2 separate regions of the Mus musculus genome follow, and region 1 is linked to region 2. Evidence: chromatin contacts called from public Hi-C data. All regions are on one chromosome and are shown on one strand. The core of a region is the stretch at or near the end of the contact, and the rest is flanking DNA. Distances in the headings are between cores, read along the strand shown. Region 1 has its middle 32 kb from the start of 1700026J12Rik. Region 2 overlaps Myh15 (myosin, heavy chain 15).

Region 1 (7,085 bases), core at 1,517-4,016, 110 kb before region 2:
TTCTAATGATTACTTCTTATGTCTCTCATCCTCTGTTCTGGAATGGGAATGAGGTGTTTGTTTGTTTGGTTTATTATATTTTAATTTAAAGTGGTGAGGATACCATACTTGAATGTTTAACCTGTGCTAATGGTTATTAAACATATACAACTATTGTTTTTTTTAACTTTTAAAATTGTTGACAGAGCTCTCAGTGAAGAGCTTCTTTGGAGCACTAAGTAGAGACTTTAGATTGAACTTTTAACCAGTGCTAAAATAATTTAGGCCTGAGGGACTTTTATCTGTGAGATGAATACAAGTCTGTGGGATGGAGTGCTGAATGCTATAATTTGAGTATGGAGTGTCCCCCTTTGGGGGACATCTGATGACAAGGCTGTGCTACAAGCTTGCTTGCCAGCCTGTGTTACCTTTAGAAATTATGGAAACCTTGGAGTGTAGGATCTAGGGGAAGAAAGTTAGGGCTGGAGGGGTTAAGCCCTTGAAGGACATATTAAGAGAACCGTACACTTCTCAACCTTCTTAATTCTGGGACCCTTTAATACAATTACTCATGTTGTGGTTGATCCACCCCAACCATAAAATTATTCATGTTACTACTTCATAACTGTAATTTTGCTACTGTTATGAATTGTAATGTAAATAGTTTTGGAGATAGATAGAGGTTTGGCAAGGGAGGTCTCAACCCAAAAGTTGATAACCACTGTATAAAGAGCCCAGTGCCTAGGTTTCCTCTCTCCTAACTGATTGGACAGCATGAAGCAAACATAGCTTCCCTGTAACTTCCTTCTGCTTGGAAGTGAGAGATCAGATCTTGGGTCTAGACTCCATCTTAGGGAACCTGACCTAAAATCGAACTATAGTTAACTAAAAAGCCTGAACCTAGCACCAGTTTCAAGGTTACTCCCCAACAAGCCATCATCTAGCACTAGTTTCCAGGTTCCAAGCCTGCCCCTGGCACTCCACTTCCTAACAACCACCAATCAGGAGGGAAACAGGAGTTTTAAGTTTATGGTTTGGCTCCCTAGCACCAGCGAATTATGTTAAAGGGCAATAAAATCCCATAATAGCCCCCAATCCGATGTGTGCCCAGCTAGAAATCCCTCTTGCTTGCTTCCCGTTTCCTATAAAACATTGTCTTGCTGAGCGCTCGGAGCTCCCCCTTCTGCTCTGTTTCATTAGAGAAGGCAGTGTGGCCCAAGCTTGAGTTTCCAATAAAGAGTTGGCTCCTTAGTGGTCTTTGGGGGTTCACAAAATTGGTACAAAAAGGTACTGTGGTCCCGTGAAATAGTATCATGTAACTACACGTTAAAACCTTTGCAATCATTAGACAATTACACACCCCACTCTCCTCCTGTGTGCTTTGATTACCTTAGGTATTTTATAATAGGAAAAGCTTGCTAGTATTATACTAGTTAAGTGGTTTTTACAAGTGGTTCAATCAGTTTATTAAAATAGTTGACTTAGGCATCTGCAACAGTGATTTCAGCCTCCACTCCTGGCTCAATACTGATTGGAAGAAACTTAACCATCACAGGACTGTGCAAGGCAACGATTGGCCGGTGGACTCTCAGGAGGAAACGAGCCTTGTCTTTTAATCTCCACCACATGGTGTTTTTCTTGGAGTGATTCTTGGTGTCTTGTAGGCATGCAAGCTGCCTTTTCCCTTTTCCATTTCTTTTTCCTTTTGCTTCTGGTCAAGTCAGCACACACCTCAGAGATTGCACATTCTGTCTACTGAGGATCATTCCAATTATGTGAATCACCACTTCCCAGTGCACAGGCATCTTGCCAGTGCTTGAAAGCCATGCCTCAAAACTGTTTTGTTCTTCTGCTGGAGCAAGCAAGCAGCAGTGAGTCATCTTAGGTAGAAGACATTCTGCTTCTTCTAATGTAACAAAGCATCTATGTTTCACGTTAGAATAGGAATGTGTTTGCTTTTTAATCCTTAAAAGACTCCAGCGTCTTTCCTGAAACTCTGGTCTTCTGTTTTTCATTCCAGACCTACCATTATAAGGTATTGAGGTTCTTTTTTTTTTTTTTTCAATTCATCTTCTCACTTAGCTCTCGTGTCATTTGAGGATGATGGACAGCATGACTGATGTATCCCCATTTGACAGCTGAGTAAACTGATGCCTCAGTAAGGTGAAATAGTCTCTGATCTAAATATAGAGAGGGGCTGTGACCATGAAGGAATATACAGTGTCTATAAACCCCAGGCTCTGGGATAAATGCTGATTATGGAACTGTTTTCATCTGGCCTGAGTTCAAAGCCATGAACTCCACAGTCTCTTAGTCCCAGGGGAGAAGCAACTTTGTATTGCTTTCACCTTTTGGCTGATAGTTCATTTCTGTAAGGAAGGATTATGGACCAAAAAAAAAAAAAAGCTAATTAAAAATTATATGAATTGCAGTACTTTAAGTAATTGTTTGTAAGGCCAATCCTACTAAATGAATCACTCATTTATCTCTAATACTTGGCCCCATTTTTCTAATCTACCCAGCATGGCTATCACAAGGTTGTCTTAGTTACTTAACTACCCATGATATGTCCCTGCATAGCCACTTCTAACCTCAGGGATTGTTCTGTTATTGTATTTGATTTGATGAATTATAATTAACTACATGGAAATACAATTGCGCCAAAGAAATCCAGTGACTGAAAACTGGGAACCGATCCAAGACTGGTTGGTTTGTGATGGAGACACAATGTCCTACATAACTGGCTTGAATTATAATTGGTCACATTAAAGTCTAATGTTGTCTAACTCTGAGTACCAGAACAGCATTCCGTTTTTATGGTGCACTGCTGAATAATTTTGGAATTAAGACACACAGTAACCTGATGCTAACTCACACTGTAAATCTGACTTCCAAATTCCCAATTAGCTGAAGTTGGGCATGCAGCCTGGATGTTTAAAAGGAGTGAAGAGTAACATTTGTTTAGAGATTTTAATTTAGGATCCGTTCTTCCCCTTCAGGTTAAGTCAGTGTGAGCCTTTAGCCTTCCCTGAAAGTACCAGGAAACTGAGTTACAGAATCCTTTTCTGAGCTTCTTTTCTTTATTTTTTGGCTGAGAGATCCTACTGACCTGGGGGCCTCGTTCCATTGGTCAAATTCTATTGAGAAAGTCTGAGAGGCCCAGTCACAAATTCTCATTCTCCGGTCTTTCCTACCTTGTTTCCTGACAGTGTTCAAACATCACACATCACATAGATAATATTTCCCCCACTTCTATGTATGCACTGCAAACTAAGAGGTTAAAGAGGGAGATGTCATGAGTGCTATCCTGGAGTTCTATTGAAATAGTAGCTCCTGAAAGACAGCACCTGTAGTGAAAGAGGGCTGTGCTGCTGTGGAGCCATCCCAATTTTCCCTGAAGTACTCTGTTCCTACATGGAATACTTTGAGCTCCTCAATGTAGCAGTCAGTACCCAATTCATGTTTCTCAATTGGTCCCTGTGGCTGCGGTGGCACGTTTTTGTTACCCACCCCAATGTCATATATTTTCGAATGGAAGACACATATATATTTTAGATTTTGATATGCCTAAAACTGCTCAATGTTTGGGCACTTTCTAACCTCCACGAGGCTAATCCACCCCCTCTGATATTTCTGTGTTATTATTTATTCAAATCTATATTTTATCTTTGCTGCCCTAGACCCTGACATGTAGCCCTCCTGGGCCATGATCCCTGGCTCCTACATGGCAGCTATGCTCTCTGTTCCACACCTTTCAGGTGTGACATCTCTCCTTTTTTTCCAGGCATAGTGGCTTCCCCTTCTTTCTCCTTCCTCAGTTCCTTGAGCTTTCTCCCTGCCCAACCATTGCCCACTGGTCGAAACCAGTCGAAACCAACTGTGGGCAGAGTTCTCTCAGTGTCTTACATGTGGACATAGGATTCACAGGAGGTTAGGAAGTAGCCTGGCCATTGAGCTGTTTTAGACATATCAAAATAGCTCTCATGTAAAACACTGGGGTGGGTAGCAGGAGTGCACTGCTGCCACCACCGGAATCAATAGAGTAACAGTGTTTGGGTACAGCTACACCACATCTGCTCACAGTCGGAGATTCGTGGAAGCTGCTCACACCCTAAGCAGTGAACTTAGACACAGAACGGATGGTTTCTCCTAACTTTATTGCCAATTTGTGAGAGCAAAATAAATTGATGTCAGAGGCTATCACAAACCTCACCACTAAATGCCATGGATGGTAGTAAGTGTGTGGTTGCCTCAGTTCTGTGGAAGACATCATCTTTTCCAAGCTCTGACTGGTGCACTCTTCTCAAAAGGATCCCCTAAAGTGGGCAGAACTAACGTTGAACTGAAAGGATTAAAAAAACAAAGAGGCAAATATGGTCTTCAAACCCATGACTATTCAGATACAAGCATAGGATTTGTAAGCACTTTAATATTACTGATATTAGTAGTCATTGAAATAGATGAAAAAAGGCATATGGTAAAGAGAGCTCTGAACATTTCACCAAGGAGTTTAAAGATAAATGGTGGAAAATGCCATGCCCATCCGGACATGGGCGTGTAGAGAATAACATTGTAGAAAAGTGGTGGAATCCACTGGGATGTCTGAGTCCATCAACACAGGAGAGGCTACAGTTGGGAAGACAATTGTGTGCATACATTTGTGAGATGATTGTATTGTTCTCCTGCTTCCTGTGTAAAACATCCTTGTGGCTTGCACTCAAGATGAGGAAATATCTTTTTCTTTAACTCATTAAAGACCTATAAAATAATTTTTATGTGTATGAGTATTCTCCTGTATGTGTACCATGTGTGAATGGTGCCAGCAAGGGCCAGGAGCAGGTGTCAGAGTCCCTGAAATTGGAGTTGCACTCAGTATTAAGTTGCTATGTAAGTGCTTAGAATTAAACTCAGGTCCTCTACAAAAACAGCAAGTGTTCTTAACTACTGCAACATCTCTCCAGCCCAAGGACAATTTTCATACTGTTAATTCCAAAGATGGAATGATAAAGATAACTGATCCAAATCATTATGGCCAAATTAATTAAAACTAATTAAAGCAAGCCTTTTTTATTCGTGTACTCAAGCTGCCTTCCCCTACAGTGGGTTTGAGAAATCAGCCTTTGATGTGAGGATAACAAGGATTTTATAGCTCAAGGGGAGAGGGTTTCCAAATGGGGGATTTGGTAGGCAAAATAGGCGGGGTTATAGAAACAGAATATAAGTATATACATTAGCCCTAATAACCTCTTGAAACAAAGACATGGTTGCAAGGTGGACATAACAATGTAGTTATAACCACAGACAGTCTTACAAATTAGTCATAGGTGGTCATAGAACCTTTTTAAACAAAGGTAGGGTTTCAAGATGGTTATAATCAAAGACAGAAGTGCCATTTCTGGAATATCCAATACAGAACCATTTGTAATAAAGAATACAAGTGAGGGCATAGACCAATCCTTGAGAAACAGAGGTATAATCATAACAGGAATGAACCCAGTTTTCTGTTACTATAAAAATGGCTTTAAAGCTTTAAAGATGGAGTCAGGCTGGTTCTTCAGTACATGTGTGCTATTTCTCCAGCCCCGGAAATATCTAAATGTGTGTGCACAAAATCTCAAAGAAGTATACTAAAAAAAAAAAAATAGATATATGTCAAGAGAGTGGGAACATGAATGAGAGGGAAGAAAAAATGTTGTCTCATTCAATTCCATCCTATGTCTCTGTTTGTGCTGTGTTTCTTTGCTATCAATGCTCAGAGGTTGAAGTAGCTATAAGATCCGTGGATATAAAGGAGAGCACATGAAGACAGACATTGCACAGCTGGGTAAATATCCTTCCAAGTTTAGAGCACTTGGCATATTTGAAAGTATACATGCAATAGAATACATGTGAGCAGGCACTAGTCAGTTGGAAACTGCAGATTCCAGGAGTAGGGAGAATCTGACAACTACTAAAATAACAGCTAGATGAGGTCCAAAAAATAATTTCTCACAAATGAGGATCTGAATCTTCCTTCCTTCCTTCCTTCCTTAGCCTCCTCCATCATTCAGCAATCCCTTATGTCCTACTGCTCTCCAAATTTGTTTAGTTTCAAATTGCATATGTAGTGTCAGAACTTCACAGAATAAAATTCTTGCCAGTGATGCATAGCAATGCCTGCAATAGAAAGTAAAGAGCCCAACTCTCAGGAAGGAAACAAACAAAGGAAGCCAAATAACAAAGACTTGTATTGCACTCAAGATAAGGAATCAGAGGTGAAGGCACAATGGAAAGTGGTTCTTTTGGATGGAGGAGCTAATCTATGTTTTGAGAGGAGATGATGTTAGGAGCTTGTCTTTTGTTGTAGTTGGCCATTGAGAACCTTTTCTGCTAGTGCCTGTATTTATGGGGCAACAGCACAAGAGCTGACTGAATGCTTCCGTGCATGCCTGGAGCACCCCTCAAACATACAGGAGCTTGATTTGAAAAGGAGACTGAATGATTGGGTTCTGGAAATCATGGTCATGCTTCTCAGTGGAGTCACCACATAACCTATCATCTCAAGAAGGATGCATTTCAGTTATGCTGGGACAACTATAAGAACAAATGGTGTTTCTGATGATTAAAATCAGGACAGCTGGCATGATCTGAAATAAAGAGAAATGTGAGCACACCACTCATAAGTTTTGATTTCTGGGAATGAACACATATGTATGTATGTAAGTATGTATGCATGTATGTATGTATGTATACATGTGTATGTGTATGTGAGAATGCATGTGCCCACATACTTTTGAAGGCCTAAGAGAACCCTTCAGTGTCATTATCTGGGACCAACCACCTAACTTGATGTGTGTGTGCGTGTGTGTGTGTGTGTGTGTGTGTGTGTGTGTGTGTGTGACAGAATGTCTCTTTGTCCCAGGGGTCATCAGGTAGGCTATCTGGCTGTCCAGTGAACTCCAAGGATCCAGGTTTCTCTGCGGCCATGGCATTTTGTTTACAAGCATGTGCCACTGTACCTCATTTCCTTTTTGTTCTTCTTTTAAACATGGAGTGTGGGAATTAACCTGAGGCCCTAATGTTTACACAATTCTTAGTTACTTTTCAGTTACTGTGATAAAACACCA
Region 2 (6,480 bases), core at 349-2,848:
TCAATTGACCTGTTCATTTGCTATATGTTTTGATAGAAGTATAGCATCCGCTCATAGAGGTTGGGGTGGGGGCATGCAATTTTTTGAGCTTTTCTTGTTGGGTTTGGCAACTAGCACTGCCCTTAGTGCCACTGGGAAAAGTAACACCAACAACAACTTTTTGTTCACAAATACAGTTCACCAGTCCCAAACACTTCCTTTCCCATCTGCTTTTGCTACCCCAGGAGTAGTATAGATTGTAAACTGTAAGTGGCTTAGCCACTCTTTTCAGATCATCATCACCATCACCATCATCACCACCATCATCATCAAACCCTTACATGCTGAAGAAAAATGGAAATTTTTAAGGAAATTTGTAAGGAAGCACAGGAAGAATTCTTTCTAAAAACTGACTATATTGATTCACAATTGAAAAATAGCTAACTTAAAAAGAAAGACTTTTCCCCCCACAGGATTTTGCTTTCAGCCATTCAATCATCCCTCCTCATTGTCAAGGTGGGTTAGAAGACAACTGCCAATTGGCCTAAATGTTCTAGCTAATGGAGAAACCGCAAGGTCAGCTAACTCCCTCCTGATTGTATAGGGAATCAATAGAATCCATTTGGGCTGCAGCAGGCCATGCCTTTGGGCTACAGTGAGCTATAGTAAGCTTTGTAGCTAGAGTGAACTCCATAGGCCAAAAGTGGGCAGGCAGACAACAGACCCACCTCAGCAGCTGTCTTTTTGGCCTTTTCTTCTGCCTTCTGACATGCCTGCAACATCTCTCCAGCTTCCTTCTGCACCTGAGCAACATCGGCCTCCAGTTTCTTCTTCTGGCTGAGGAGGCTTGTGTTCTAAGGAGGGACAGCATTCCAGTTAGGTAACCTGAGGGCAGCAAAGCACAGGCAAGCAGCTCTGGGTAGGAGCGATTGAGCATAGTCGGCCTTATACAGTTGAGCACACTTAGCCCTAGGCAGTTAAGCAAGATCTCCAGCTCTGGCTGGTAGCTTGGGCACAAAAGGCAGATCAAACAAAGGAGTTTTATTTAGAGGCTCAGAAGAAAAGAGATGGATGCCTGGATCAGAAAGGAGGATTCGAAATATGACAAAGCCAGAACGTGGATGTAGTTTCTAACTTACTGAAGAATGTTTTTCTGCCTTTTTCAATGTGATAGAAACAAGGGTCCTAGAGCAGAAGTCAGAGTCACCTGTAGCCACCTGGAGGATTCCAGTACACTGCTACATGAGGAAAACCAATCCCCTCTTTGCCTACTTGCCTTCCTTCTCACTCTCAGGAGAGGAGGAAGACAAGAAGGAGGAGAAGGAAGAGGAGGAACAGGAGGAAAAAGAGGAGGAGAAAGAGGTGGAGGAGCAGGAGGAAAAAGAGGAGGAGAAAGAGGGGGAGGAGCAGGAGGAGGATGAAGATGAGGTGGTCATGGCGGTGGATAAACAGACTGCAGAAAGCTCAGCCCCAGTCCCTAGAACTCTATTAAAGGAAGGGCCTTTGTGCTCCACAGCCTCACTGCCCCAATTCCTTCCTGATTGTTCTATGGAGGCCAAGCTCCCTGCAGCATCTGCCCTGCATTTGAAGTAGAGCTTTTGTGAGCATGGGAACTCTTAGCACAAAGAGCATCTGTAACAAGCACGGGCTGCCCGCTTTTTGTTTCTCCTTTCAGTTCACCCTTTTACACTGCCCTTTCCCTTCCCTCTGCTTAGAGCCTTTCTCAGGGCAGATTGAGCCTCAAACAGAGAAAGAAGGCATCCCAGCCTCACAGGTTCTGCTTGCCCTGTACCGGCACCATAAAGAATACTTTTCTCCATCCTGTGAAGGGGCAGGCCCTGTGCTCTGCAGAATTTCCATTGCCTTCAGTGTGGTCCGGGGGAACGGAGTGTATATTCCTGGAGTGTTACGGGTGCCCACTCCATAGGTGCTCTCTCAGTGCAAAGGACTGCACGAGTCCACACACTGATTTAACTGATGTGATTTAATTGCCTACCAATCACTTAAACTTTCCTACAGAAATGACATTTATCATGTCTGCAAGTTTAATGCCTCCCCATCTTCCATTTTCAGAGGGAAGAGGTTTAAGGTATAATGTGGAGAGGATCCTTTCTGTGAGTTATACTCAGTTGTATGTTCCAAGGAAGAGGGTTTTAAGAGGAGTGCCATGCCTGCTGGATTAATGCTAGACAAGTGTCTTGTGACCAGGGGCAGCACCTGAGATTTTGTTGAGCGATCTACTGCCGAGCTGTGGATCTCATAGATACGTGAGACCTGAGTACTGGAACTCTCGTGCTAATGACTCTTTGAAGTTTCAGGACAAAGGCACTATTATTTAAGTGTCCTAGTTGGCTTCTTTGTTGCTGTGATAAAACACTGAACAAAGGCAACTTTGGGAGGAAAGATTTTGTTTCAGCTTATACTGTCAGTCTTCAAGGAAATCCAGGAAACTCAGAGACAGGAACTGTCACAGAGGCCATGGTTGAGTGCTGCTTACTGGGTATGGCTTGTTCAGCCTGCTGTGTTATATAACCCAGAACCACCTGCCCAGGACCTAAAGTGGGATGGCCCCTATTACACCAATCATTAATCAAGAAAATGTCCTACTGCCTAGCCTACAGGCCAAGCGAAAGGAAGCAATTTCTTAACTGATGTATTTTTTTCTAGGTGACTTTGGTTTATGTCATGTTAAAAAAAAAAAAAACAAAAAAAAAACCTAAGCAACATACTATAATACACTGCTTCATGTGTCCTCCCTCCAAGCCATATCCTGTTGTTGTCTTTGTGTTCTCTTCTTCCCTTCCCCCCCCCCCCACCTTTTCTCCCCCTCTCCTTCTGTCCTCTTCACAATGGAGCACAGTACATTATCAGTTACAACGTTCATATCAAATAGCTTGTCACCAGTAGTTACTATGCATGGCAGACAATGGATAATATAATTTTAAAAAAATGATCCAATATGCCACATTTTATTATTGAGATAAACTTTAAGGGAGGAAAAAAAAACGTGATGTTTCTTGTTTTTGTTTTTATTTTCTCTATTGCAGCTGGGTTGAATTCAAGGCTTCATAGACGCAAGTCAAGTGCTCTACCACTGACCAAGACCCTCAAAGTCAAGTGTTGAAATTTGTTAACCTGCTAACAATCATACATACCCTACAGCATATTTGTTCTTAAACCATGGCACCCAGAAACATGATGTCATTGCATAAACTTAATGTAGACACGGACTAATTGTAACACCCTGAGGGCACTACTGACATTCTGGGAACATTGACTCCAAGATGTGGGAATCATATGGTACTTTTGTGATATGGGATCATATGGTATTTCAAAGGAGGTCTCTAGACCCTGCCTACAAAATGCCAGTGGCGCTTTTGAGTCAATGTAGCAATTAAAATGACCCAAGATGTTTTCAGCACTCTGCAGAGTGTCAGTCTGTCCTCAACTGCTTTTAGTCTATCCTTCTCAATGGCCACCAAAGTCCCTGACTCCATCCACTTTCTTACTTTTTCTTTCATCCACCTTGTCCCATCGTTCCCATGTCTTTCTGGACTAGGAAGAAAACTATTATGCCTCTGGATAACATTAGTTATCTAGGATCACTAAGGACATTCTGTAGTGTTGTATGTTCCATATAGACTCATAACAGTATAGTTATGATTTATTTACTTTTGTCATTACTTTTGGGAGCAGTAAGGACATTATTTATCACATTGAGCAATACTTATTTAAGTTGTAGCATGTGCCCTAAAAATGCTTGGTGCTTGACACAGTTGCTCTAGGCATCTGTCCCTGTTATTGATGATCGAATGATCAAGGAATAATTTGGGAATCTTGCTAATTCTCACTTACATACACTTTCAAAAGAAGCCAGAACATTGACAGAAGCCCTTTGGGATATTAGATATTCCAGGGTGCTAGGAAGCAAGTCTCTGACAGAGAACAAGGGAATAAGGGGCCAACAAATACTTTTAGACCAATAAGAAATGTTCTTTCTGTCCTCTGCCATCCTGTCTGAGGATGCCCTGACAGTCCATTCTCCATGAAGAAACTTAGCATTACAATTGCACTATACTCCCACCATGTCCACAAAAGTTTATATTGAACCCCTTAGCCATATTTTACAAAATATAACCTGATTCGAAAATAAGGCTTTAAATGAGTTAATCAAGTTAAGATTGGGTCACTAAGGTTGTCCATAATTCCTTATGGTGTACCTGTATATAAAGGATGAATTCGGACACAGACACACTCACAAGAGAAAAGAGGCAAGCGGAGTACCATGTGAGAACAAGGAACTGAAACAGGGTATCAGTAGAAAGAAAGTCAGGAAACCCCTCAGACGCTAACACAAGCTGAGTCTCCTGTGGGTTTCTGAGGGAGCATAGCTCTTAAAATACCTTGATTTTAGGTAACTAGCACCCAGATCTATGAAGAAATAAATTTGTTTAAAGACATCAGTTGGTGGCGCGTTGTTACGCATGCTCTGGAAGCATAATGTTTGGAATGAAAGGTGTGACCAGCTCCTCGTTTGCACAGCTTTCTGTGCCTCTTATGTCACAGCTAAGACTCGACATGGCTGCCGTACCTATCCTACCTGACTCAGGGTTGGGAACTGCTTCTTTCAACCAGCCAACTGCACGAATGGAGAGAACTCAAGGGTCTTACCTGGGTGTGGAAAAGATTGATTCTTTCTGTGGCTTCTAGGAGCTCCTTTTCGGCCAGCTTTCTCCCGCGCTCTGTCTGCTCCTGCAAGGTCCTCAGCTCTTCAAGTTCAGACTGAAGAAGAACGGTGCGCTGCTCAGCCAGAGCCACCTGTTCCTTCAGGTCTTTGTTCTGGTAAATGCTGTCATCCAGTTGTTGGTGAAGATCCTACAAGAGAAAACATGGGCCTGGGGCATGGATACCTCTTAGTTCAACTGTTAGCATGGCAGGGGGATGACCACCATACAAAGACAAGTTTCCAAGTTCTCCATCTCAGAGATAAAAGATTTTCTAAGTAACCCTGGAAGGCAGCTCTAGGATAGTTTACTGAAATCCAAGTGTCTTGAACAACAGGGCAGAAAGCTGTTCATCTCAGCAACCACCAACAGGACTGGGATATAAAAAAAAGGCCAAGAAGCTAAACTCTCTGTGTTAGAAGTCAGACAGCAGGCAGGACCAGCACAGCATCCAAGCAACTGTCCTGAAGGGTAGAGCTTTGGGGATGTGTATTGCATGGTTCACTAAGGAGTCAGTTATTTCTCCTTAGTTTGTTTCTAACTTTTATTAATTTCTTCTAGCCTAGTGGCTTTGGTTGGGCCTTAGGTTATACAAACGCAATCTTCTTTAGTACAGGAGAGCATTTACTTTCAAGGAAGTCTGTTTGACAAAAAAATCCCCTGCTGTTGGCCTCAAACACTGCTACCCAACCTATTGTTTCCACCAAGAGGAAGCTCTGAATGGAACTGTCATCCTGACATACCCCAAATGGTGACTTGGAAGTAGATGGCTGCCAAGGCTCTGTCCATTCCATTTTCTTATTTAATGACCTGCTCACAAATTCAGATGTGTCCCTGTGCCTGCATCATTGTGGCATGACTTCACTTATTTTCAGATAAGCATGTTCCCTCTCTGGAAGGGTGAAATTTGTGGTTTTCTCTTTCACTGTTCAGTAGATTCTGCTACTTAGCTTATGACTATCTTGGTCCTTTAGTATTGTTGCAAAGTACCTTCATTTGACCCTGAAGCTGGCCCAAGGCTCTGGTCATCTGTGACACCTGCCGGTTGGCAGCACAAAGCTGGATCTCCATTTCCTTGAGGTCCCCTTCCATCTTCTTCCTCAGTCTGGTGGCCTCAATTCTGCTGGAAGCTTCCAAATCCAAATTAGACTGCAGGGACCCCATAGCTTGCTGATGCTTCTCCCTGATTTCAGAGTAACACGTGTGGAGAACATCACACACCCAAATTAGGAACAGGTATCTCTTATTTTCAAGTTATGGGAAGCACATTAAAATTAAAAATAACTCTCAGAGGTTAAAAACAAATGAGTTTAAAGGGTTTTCATCTTATAAACAGAAATGTTGGCATTAGATTGATGAGTCTGTTCTCATTATAACAGACTAATAAGGCTTCGAGGTTAGATTCGACATAGAATTATAAAAACACTAGAATTATTTCAAGGGTCCTGTGTTAGCTTTGTCTAAGACTCATTAAAAGATTGTTCTGGGTAGTTTTATGTCAGCTTTACACAAAGTAGAATAGAAGAGAGAACCTCAATTGAGAAAATGCCACCACCAGATTGGCCTAGGGGCAAGGTGTGAGGCATTTCCTTTTATTATTGACAGTTGATATGAGAAAGCACTGCTCACTGTTGGTGGTGTCACCCTTTGGCTAGTGGTTCTGGTTGGTATAAGAAAGCAGGCTGAGAAAGCCATGAGGAGAAAGCTAGCAAGTAGCATCCCTCCATAGTTTTAACTATAATCCCTGTCCTGAGTTCTTACCCCTACTTTCTTCAGT

Evidence for each region. A called contact is a pair of places that touch in the nucleus more often than the background predicts.
Region 1: a contact with region 2 is called in a Hi-C map of forebrain, with 1.8 times the contacts expected there. The contact joins two enhancer-like sites. A contact is called at or near these places in 19 of 484 Hi-C or Micro-C datasets (LSK cells, Th2 cells, astrocytes and 12 more).

The regions. Positions count from the first base shown.
Region 1 is chr16:49,283,987-49,291,071 of GRCm38.p6, reverse strand. No RefSeq gene overlaps it. Among named protein-coding and RNA genes, the nearest start is that of 1700026J12Rik, 32 kb to the right of the region's middle. Within about 2 kb of position 2,766, at least 83 of the 459 cell types and tissues checked have an H3K27ac peak or open chromatin away from gene starts, as enhancers often do. A contact at or near this core is called in astrocytes and forebrain, where this site is marked.
Region 2 is chr16:49,171,304-49,177,783 of GRCm38.p6, reverse strand. Myh15 (myosin, heavy chain 15) reads right to left here. Exons shown (of 41, transcript NM_001166210.2): 34 at 5,694-5,886; 35 at 4,651-4,854; 36 at 708-833. Among named protein-coding and RNA genes, the nearest start is that of 1700026J12Rik, 81 kb to the left of the region's middle. Within about 2 kb of position 1,598, at least 34 of the 459 cell types and tissues checked have an H3K27ac peak or open chromatin away from gene starts, as enhancers often do. A contact at or near this core is called in astrocytes and forebrain, where this site is marked.